2 separate regions of the Mus musculus genome follow, and region 1 is linked to region 2. The links are chromatin contacts, called in public HiChIP or PLAC-seq maps. All regions are on one chromosome and are shown on one strand. Each heading gives the region's core, a stretch centred on a gene start, on an enhancer-like site or on the middle of the called end of the contact. The rest is flanking DNA. Distances are from core to core; before and after follow the strand shown.

The links. HiChIP or PLAC-seq counts read pairs in DNA pulled down with a chosen protein or histone mark.
Region 1: a contact with region 2 is called in an H3K4me3 HiChIP or PLAC-seq map of bone marrow-derived macrophages, with 4 times the contacts expected there. The contact joins two enhancer-like sites. A contact is called at or near these places in 12 of 484 Hi-C or Micro-C datasets (the AML12 cell line, CD4 T cells, CD8 T cells and 7 more), 6 of 115 datasets of contacts at active chromatin or transcription factors (CD8 T cells, bone marrow-derived macrophages, embryonic stem cells and 3 more) and 4 of 9 other capture datasets (adipose tissue, embryonic stem cells, liver and 1 more).

The regions. Positions count from the first base shown.
Region 1 is chr13:96,592,229-96,595,948 of GRCm38.p6, reverse strand. All of the region lies in intron 3 of Cert1 (ceramide transporter 1), which reads right to left. Among named protein-coding and RNA genes, the nearest start is that of Gm46436, 22 kb to the right of the region's middle. Within about 2 kb of position 2,143, at least 33 of the 459 cell types and tissues checked have an H3K27ac peak or open chromatin away from gene starts, as enhancers often do. A contact at or near this core is called in bone marrow-derived macrophages, where this site is marked.
Region 2 is chr13:96,509,340-96,512,768 of GRCm38.p6, reverse strand. The region is part of intron 3 of Polk (polymerase (DNA directed), kappa); the gene reads left to right. Among named protein-coding and RNA genes, the nearest start is that of Polk, 32 kb to the left of the region's middle. Within about 2 kb of position 1,953, at least 177 of the 459 cell types and tissues checked have an H3K27ac peak or open chromatin away from gene starts, as enhancers often do. A contact at or near this core is called in bone marrow-derived macrophages, where this site is marked.

The DNA.
Region 1 (3,720 bases), core at 894-3,393, 83 kb before region 2:
GCCTTGTTATCAAACAAGGAAAAGCTTTACTAAAGGTTTCTCACACTACAGCTTCTAGAGCTTCTCTTTCTCCAAGCTCCAGTATCTTAAAACAGGCAATACCATCTTATGACAAGGACATGATAAAACCAGATTCTACTACAATACTGGTGTAATATATGTTAAATCATGAATAACACATGGATGTTCATTATGATTAGAGTATTTGTCTTTAATAACTTCCCTAAAATAAATTCCATGATAAATTATGAAAATCAGTCTAGTAAACGAACAAATCCTAATTTCATTGTTACTCAATATAAATAATGAAGATTTGTTGTTCTAGATCTGTTAATTGCAATAGTTTTAACAAAAATGAGAGCTGTAGAATAAAATATCAAGAACAGTCACATATTAAAGGAATAGCTAGACAGCCACTTTAATACATAAACATAGTGCTCTAAATTGATTTTCTATTTCTTTCAAGTCAAATCTACCAAAGATGCCAATATGAAAAGAAAACCTTTGTTAGACAAGTAAAAATTCTAAATGAATAGTAATTTTGCGTACAACAATCAAAGCAACATTAATTTGAATTTGAAATATCTGCTTTTTTTTTTGAGGGAAGAGTATGGTAGAGGTAGAAGAAAATGGGGAGAAATTACAGTCACTATAACAACACAGTGTTCCGCTCACTGGTGCTGCTTTAGGGCTAATCCTTGAAAGGAATGCTGGTCTTTCCATCTCTCTCATTCTCCCACAGGAAAGAAGCTGAACTCACAACCTTTAATCACCTACCTATGAGTATTGTGAAAATCCCCAGTTCTACCCAGATATAACCAGTTACAAAAGGGAGGCCTTTCCTTTCCTTTCCTTTCCTTTCCTTTCCTTTCCTTTCCCAATATTTGCTTTAGGACACCTCCCAGCCCTTTCAGGGGAGGCTGCAAGGCAGAGGGTGGACATGGAGGGACCGGGAGATGAGAGCAATTGGGGGACATGGTGTGAAATTCACAAAGACTCAATACAAAGGAAAAAAAAAAGAGTCCCCCTCTCATTGGGGCTATGGAACCTGAAGAGGTTACCTCCTGCAGCCTTGCAGGAACCCCAGTGGAGCAATACAGACACCAACCTACCCACAAAAATTTCAACCCAAAATTTATCCTGTCTACAAGAAATATAGGCACAGGGGATGAGCAGAGACTGAGGGACTGGCCAACCAATAACCAGCCCAACTTAAGACCCATCCCATGGGCAAGCACCACTCCCTAACACTATTAATGATACTGTTATGCCTGCAGGCAGGAGCCTAGCATGGCTGCTCTGAGAGGCTCCACACAGCGGCTGACTTGGACAGATGCAGAGACCCACAGCCAACAGTGGATGGAGCTTGGGATCTCTTACGGAAGAGCAGGGGAAGGATGGCAGACCAAAGGGGACAGGACTCCACAGGAGCCCAACAGAGTCAACTAACCTGGACCCTTGGGGCTCTCAGAGTTTGAATCACCAACCAAAGAGCATACATGGGCTGGACCTAGGCCTCCCACATATATGTAGCAGATGTGCAGCTTGGACTTTGGGTGGATCTTGAACAACTGGAGCAGAGGCTATCCCTAAAGCTGTTGCCTGTCTGTGGGATACGTTCTTTGAGCTGGGCTGCCTTGTCTGGCCTCAGTGGGAGAGGACGCGCCTAGCCTTGCAGACACTTGATGTGTCAGGGTAGGGTGATCCTTAGGGGGCCCTATCTGCTCGGAAAAGGGAAAGGGGGTGAGTATTGTTGGAAGGGGTGCCAAGGAGGCAGGCAGTGAATGGAATGTAAAGTGAATCAGTTAAAAAAAAAAAAGTCCCCCTTTCACTGTCCTGCAACACAAACCTCTTCTTTCTCAACTTTGCCAGAGTTTAAAATGACAGCTGGCTAGGGATACATTACAAGTTACAAATATCATATATAAGACATGGTTTCTCTCTAAATATCACAGTAATGAGATTATGCCTACATTATATTTAAACATTCAATCCTTACAAAAAGAAAACAGAAAAACAATGACAAAAACAAATCAAAAACGAAAACCTCCAAACAAAAAAATTAAAAAAACAAACAAACTGAAACTGCTCTTCTGTCCAGTAGAGGGAGCCATTAGCATACTACTCAGATTGTATGCCTGGAAAGCTGACAGGGGTTACTACTGGTCAAAGAACTATCTTAACCTTTAGACTAATTCCTTTATCCTATGTGCTTGGGATTTTTAGATTTCAGAATATTATAATTAAATCACACAGTTCAAAGCTATGAACTTAATAAAATAGTAGAACTGTCTACAAACTTACTTATCTTAAAGTTACTAGGCCAGTTTGATAGTTTAACTATATGGAAGATAAATTTAACTATCATTTTGCATCATTAAATCATCTAAGCCCTAAAAGTGGCATATAAATATACTAAATATTGAATTTAAAATTGTAAAGCATTTTCTTTAAATAATTTTTCCTATTAATGATCACTATCAAGCAATACAGCAAAGAAAAAGGCAAACATTTCCATATGGTGTCAAAAATTACCTAGTCATGATTTAAATTAAGGGAAAAGAGAAAATACAAAAATATTAACATCAAAATATAGGACTTTTTCTGAAATGGAAATTCTAAAAAGCCCAAGCAGCTGAACTGCAACATCCATCAGTCTGGGACCCATGTTATAAGAAGACAAACCTTATAGGAAGCAAGATGCTGTATCTTAAGAGAGAATGGATATGAGTGGCTGGACAGATGCTTCAGTAGTCAACAACCATCCTAACTCCAACTTCAGGAACTAAACACCTTATTCTGGCTTTCAGTGACACCGCACTAACATGCCATACCCCACCCTCACATAATTAAAAAACTCCAAACATCTTTTTAAATAGTATGTTTTAACACATTTACTCCAGAAAGCATCACTGAAAATCATACAATGGGAAAAGCAACAGTAAAGGCAAAGAGGTAGGGCTCCTTTGGACAGTGAGTGTTGTTCCTAACTCCTTTGCTATCCTCACTGTATGACTGGACTTTATACACTGTGTTCAGAGTCACAACACTGCTTAGAAAAGGATCTGGGATTCAATTCCAGATTCATGTGCCCATCTCTAACATTTCCTCCAGGTATCCTGGTGATGGACTCCAGACTCTTAGACAAAGGCTTGGAAAGTATTGGAAGTCCTGGCAGACTGACAAGGGACCAGTTCAACAGCTGAGGTGCAACTGGGCAGGAAAAGAATAGGAAATGAAAGGGTTGAGGCAATGAGGGAAAGACAAAAGGGAAGGGGTAAGGGAGAGTCAGAGCTGGTAAAATACTCTAAGGACAAAGAAAAGCCCGTGCAGGCCCTGACCCTCAGATCTCAAGCTAAGTGCTGTAATACCCTGATTCTGATACCCAAGGCCTGCACAGAGTTCAGAATCCCAAGGGTCTCCTGCTGCTGCTGCTTCATACTTACGTACTGTCACAAATTGCTACTGTCAAGTCAATGAAGGAAACGAAAGCTCTTAAAGACCAGTATTTTTTGTCCACCTTGAGTATCTCATCCATCCATAAGCTCTACACAGGTAGAATAAAAAAATCCTCATCGAGGGGACTGGGAGACAGACTGATGCACAGGTTTCTAACCACTTTGATTTTGTCCTCCTACAATTTCTCCCCTGTGTACTCAGGCTGAAGAATAGCAATCTATTTCTTTTATTTCTTGTTACATAGTGTTGATCTCAGCATTT
Region 2 (3,429 bases), core at 704-3,203:
TTTAGGCTTAGATTTAAGTAAGATTGTTGACTTTTCTTTTGTTTTTTATTGAGTTTGAAGAATCCTTTGTGTATTTTGAGTATCAGTCACATACTGACTTTTATTTTAAAAATATTTTCTTCTAGTTTAACTTATCTTTTGACTCCCTTGATAGTAATTTTCACTGAGCAGACATACAAAATGTGTTTCAGTTAAAGTGTGAAGGATTTTTTTTTTCTAAGTTTAAAAAATTGCATTCTGTAGAAAATAATGCTGTCTTTAAGTTGACCTTATTCTGTAAACATTTGCTTTTGGGACTTGCTAGGTTTAATGGTCTGTAATCTACATATATCTTTAATAGACACTTTACAGACACAGAGGAACATAGCTGGTGTGTTGCTCTGACTTTTGGGGGTTCATACAAATTTTGCAGTTTACCGTCCAGATAACCTGGAGAACTAGAAAGTGCTTTCCATTGAGCAGCAGAATTTCAGCTTTTGTTCCAGTTGTGCCCAGTGTTTGCTGGGAGCCTCGCTGGCATCTCTCAGAGCAGGAGTGGTAGGAAATGTGTCTTATGTTGATTATTTAATTGTTTCATTTGTTGAGCTTCCTCTAAAAGAAGCTGTGTGCGTGGGAGGAGGCTGAGGAAGTCCCAAGGAGACAAGAAGGTCTCAGAGAACGAAGATGTTTTCATAGGAAATGTTTCTATTTTGGACTCACATTTTCCACATGCTAGATTTGATTATGTGTGATATGATAGTGTAAATTCCTGCTGGTCAGACCGAGGTAAGAAGTCTGCATGCATGAGCCAGGCAGCTCGTTTGGACCCTCTTTGAATATCCTCCCCTGGACTCCACCCTCACCACACTCCTGGAAGGCAGGCATCTGGTTATCATATAAACTATCTTCTAATGAGCTCGTAAACTGGATAAACGAGCATCCACATTCTGTTAAGTGAGGCCACACAGCCAATCCGTGCATTTCGACCATTTTAACAACTGCCTTTGCTAACTTGGACCAACTCAGTAGACTTTATGGAGATACTAAGTCAAAATAAAAAGCAGAATTTCCAAATATTGTCCTAAATGTAGTAGAAATTGAAGGTTTTGAAAAGAAATTAGTATAGAGTGTGGATACACAATGTTAAAGACTGTTCAAAGTCTATTAGCCACAATTGGTATTTGCAGCTCTCACCCCAGCACTCAGGAGGCAGATGGGTCTCTGTGAGCTCTAGGCCAGCCTGTTCTACATAGTGGGTTCTGGGACAGCCAGGACTACATATAGTTTCCAAAACAAACAACTTCAACAACAAAGACAAAAAACCAAAGCCTGTGTTAGAAAAGATAAGACAAAGAAAACAAACTTTGGTGTAACCTGTTTCCCAAGTCCAGCTCTCCCACGTCAGCTCTATGACTCAGAACAAATCTCTTAATCTTAGTAAACTTTCATTTTCTCATTTATAAGACTAATAATTGTAATCTCTGAATTATTCTGACTAGTAAGTGAGTTTTTGTGGGAAGAACTTAACACCTGACATACTCCATAACTGTCCCTTCTACCTTAGAATGAGAGGTAGTCAGCGAGCCCTTGCCATACCCCTCTCCAAGAACACGTTGTGCAAGCATCTCTTCATTCCTTCAACAACCTTTTGCCATTAGTTTATTAGAATTAAAGATTGTAAGAGAGGGCTAACATAGCCACTGTCCTGTGCCTAATGAGAAGCGTTACTGAGAACCAGAGGAAGGTCCTTATTTTTAGCCCCGGTGACACACGAGTTCTCAGAAGTAACAGGAGGAAGAAGAAGGTAAATGTTACAGCCACCAAGTAGACTGTGAAAGGCCTCAGGGGAAAGTGATAAACGAACCATGATCGAGAAGTAAAGGGGGAGAAATGTTGGGAAGCTAAGGCAGGCGCTGTGCATTGCGGAGAGCAGAGAGCGTTCAGACAGGATGGGTGGGTGACTAAGAAGAGAGTAAAGGAAGATGGAAGAGATGAGTCACACTGTGAGGCTTCCTCTGGGCAGCTGCACGCTTGCATCGAGTACAAGAGAGAAGTTCACAGAAGAAACCGTCCCAGCGTTAATCATGAGTGTGAGGAGGTTTCCCTCGCGGTTGGCTTTCTATTTATCTTCTGCTTCTCTATATTATTCCAAGCCAAAATATTTCAGGTGCCACTCCTTTATTCTTACTTCATTCATATTTTAGGCATATTGTAATTATTACAGCTTATCTACTATAATAAGGGCCACAGTGGAAACAAGAAATCAAGCAAGAGAGCATTGGTTCTCTGGCATGGAAGACAAAGCTGCAGCCGAGTTTCATAGTATATTTGAGTTGACCCATGAAGCCTGTGACAGAGCTCAGGGTATTCTAGATAGGAGCAACCCAAGAAGGCAGAGTCCCTCAGGTCAGCGAGAGGGGTAGGCTCAGCAAGGTTAGGCCTGTGTACACTGTCAGGGTCTGCTACAGGCAGATGGGATTCGGGTCTTGTTCCTAAGAGAAGAGCTGCAGTTTTAATCTCCAGCTAGTGGGTGGGTGGCTGGTGTGTCTGTCCTAAGACCATGAAACAAGTATTCTGTAAGTGAGGGCAAGGCTGAAGACAGCACGTTCATGGGGGATGGGCAGGCACAGCGAGCTCTCCCCCTGATGGCTTTGCCTTCCTTTAGGCGCTCACTGGGTTCTCCAGAGCTGTTTCCCCCTCTCCTTGGTTACTGTGTTCTGCCTCCGTTGCTCCTCTCAGTAGTAGATTCCATGTGCTGTGTATGCGGTGCTTGCTTTATGGCTGTCTTCTGTTATGATTTATGTTAATGATCTAGGCAGCTTCCTATAGGTTGACAAAATTAAACCTGTCCCATAGCCCTTTGCAGGGTAACCTGGGCAAGCACATATAGAGCATTAGTAGAGGCTGCCCATAAAAACGGTATGGGGATGCTTGCTATGTAAACTTTTCTTTACTCGCCTATTTTGTTTCTCTCCGTGTTCTCTTCTCTTTTTTCTTTCAACCCAGTAATTTTTCTCTGAACAGGCAAAAAAGTTTAAAGATTACAACTCTGCATTGTTATATTTGACATGTATATTAAAGTTTTATGAAAAATAAGCTACATCTTCAGTTTTTAATTGATATTGGTATAGAATAACTATTTCAGATATTAGCTCTTCTCCTGGCTAGTTTTATGTCAACCTAACAGAAGCTAGACTCAGGGAAGAGAGACTCGGAACTGAGAGAATGCCTCCATAAGATCAGGCTGTGGTGATTGACATGGGAGAGCCCAGCCCACTGTGGGTGGTGCCACTCCTAGGCTGGTGCCCTGGGTTCTAGAGACCAAGCATGCTGAGCAGACCAATGAGCAGCACCCTCTATGGCCTGTGTCAGCCCCTGCCTCCAGGCTCCTGCCCTGTTTGAGTCCTTGCCTTGACTGCTTTCAGTGATGCTGGGACTGCGAGTGAAATA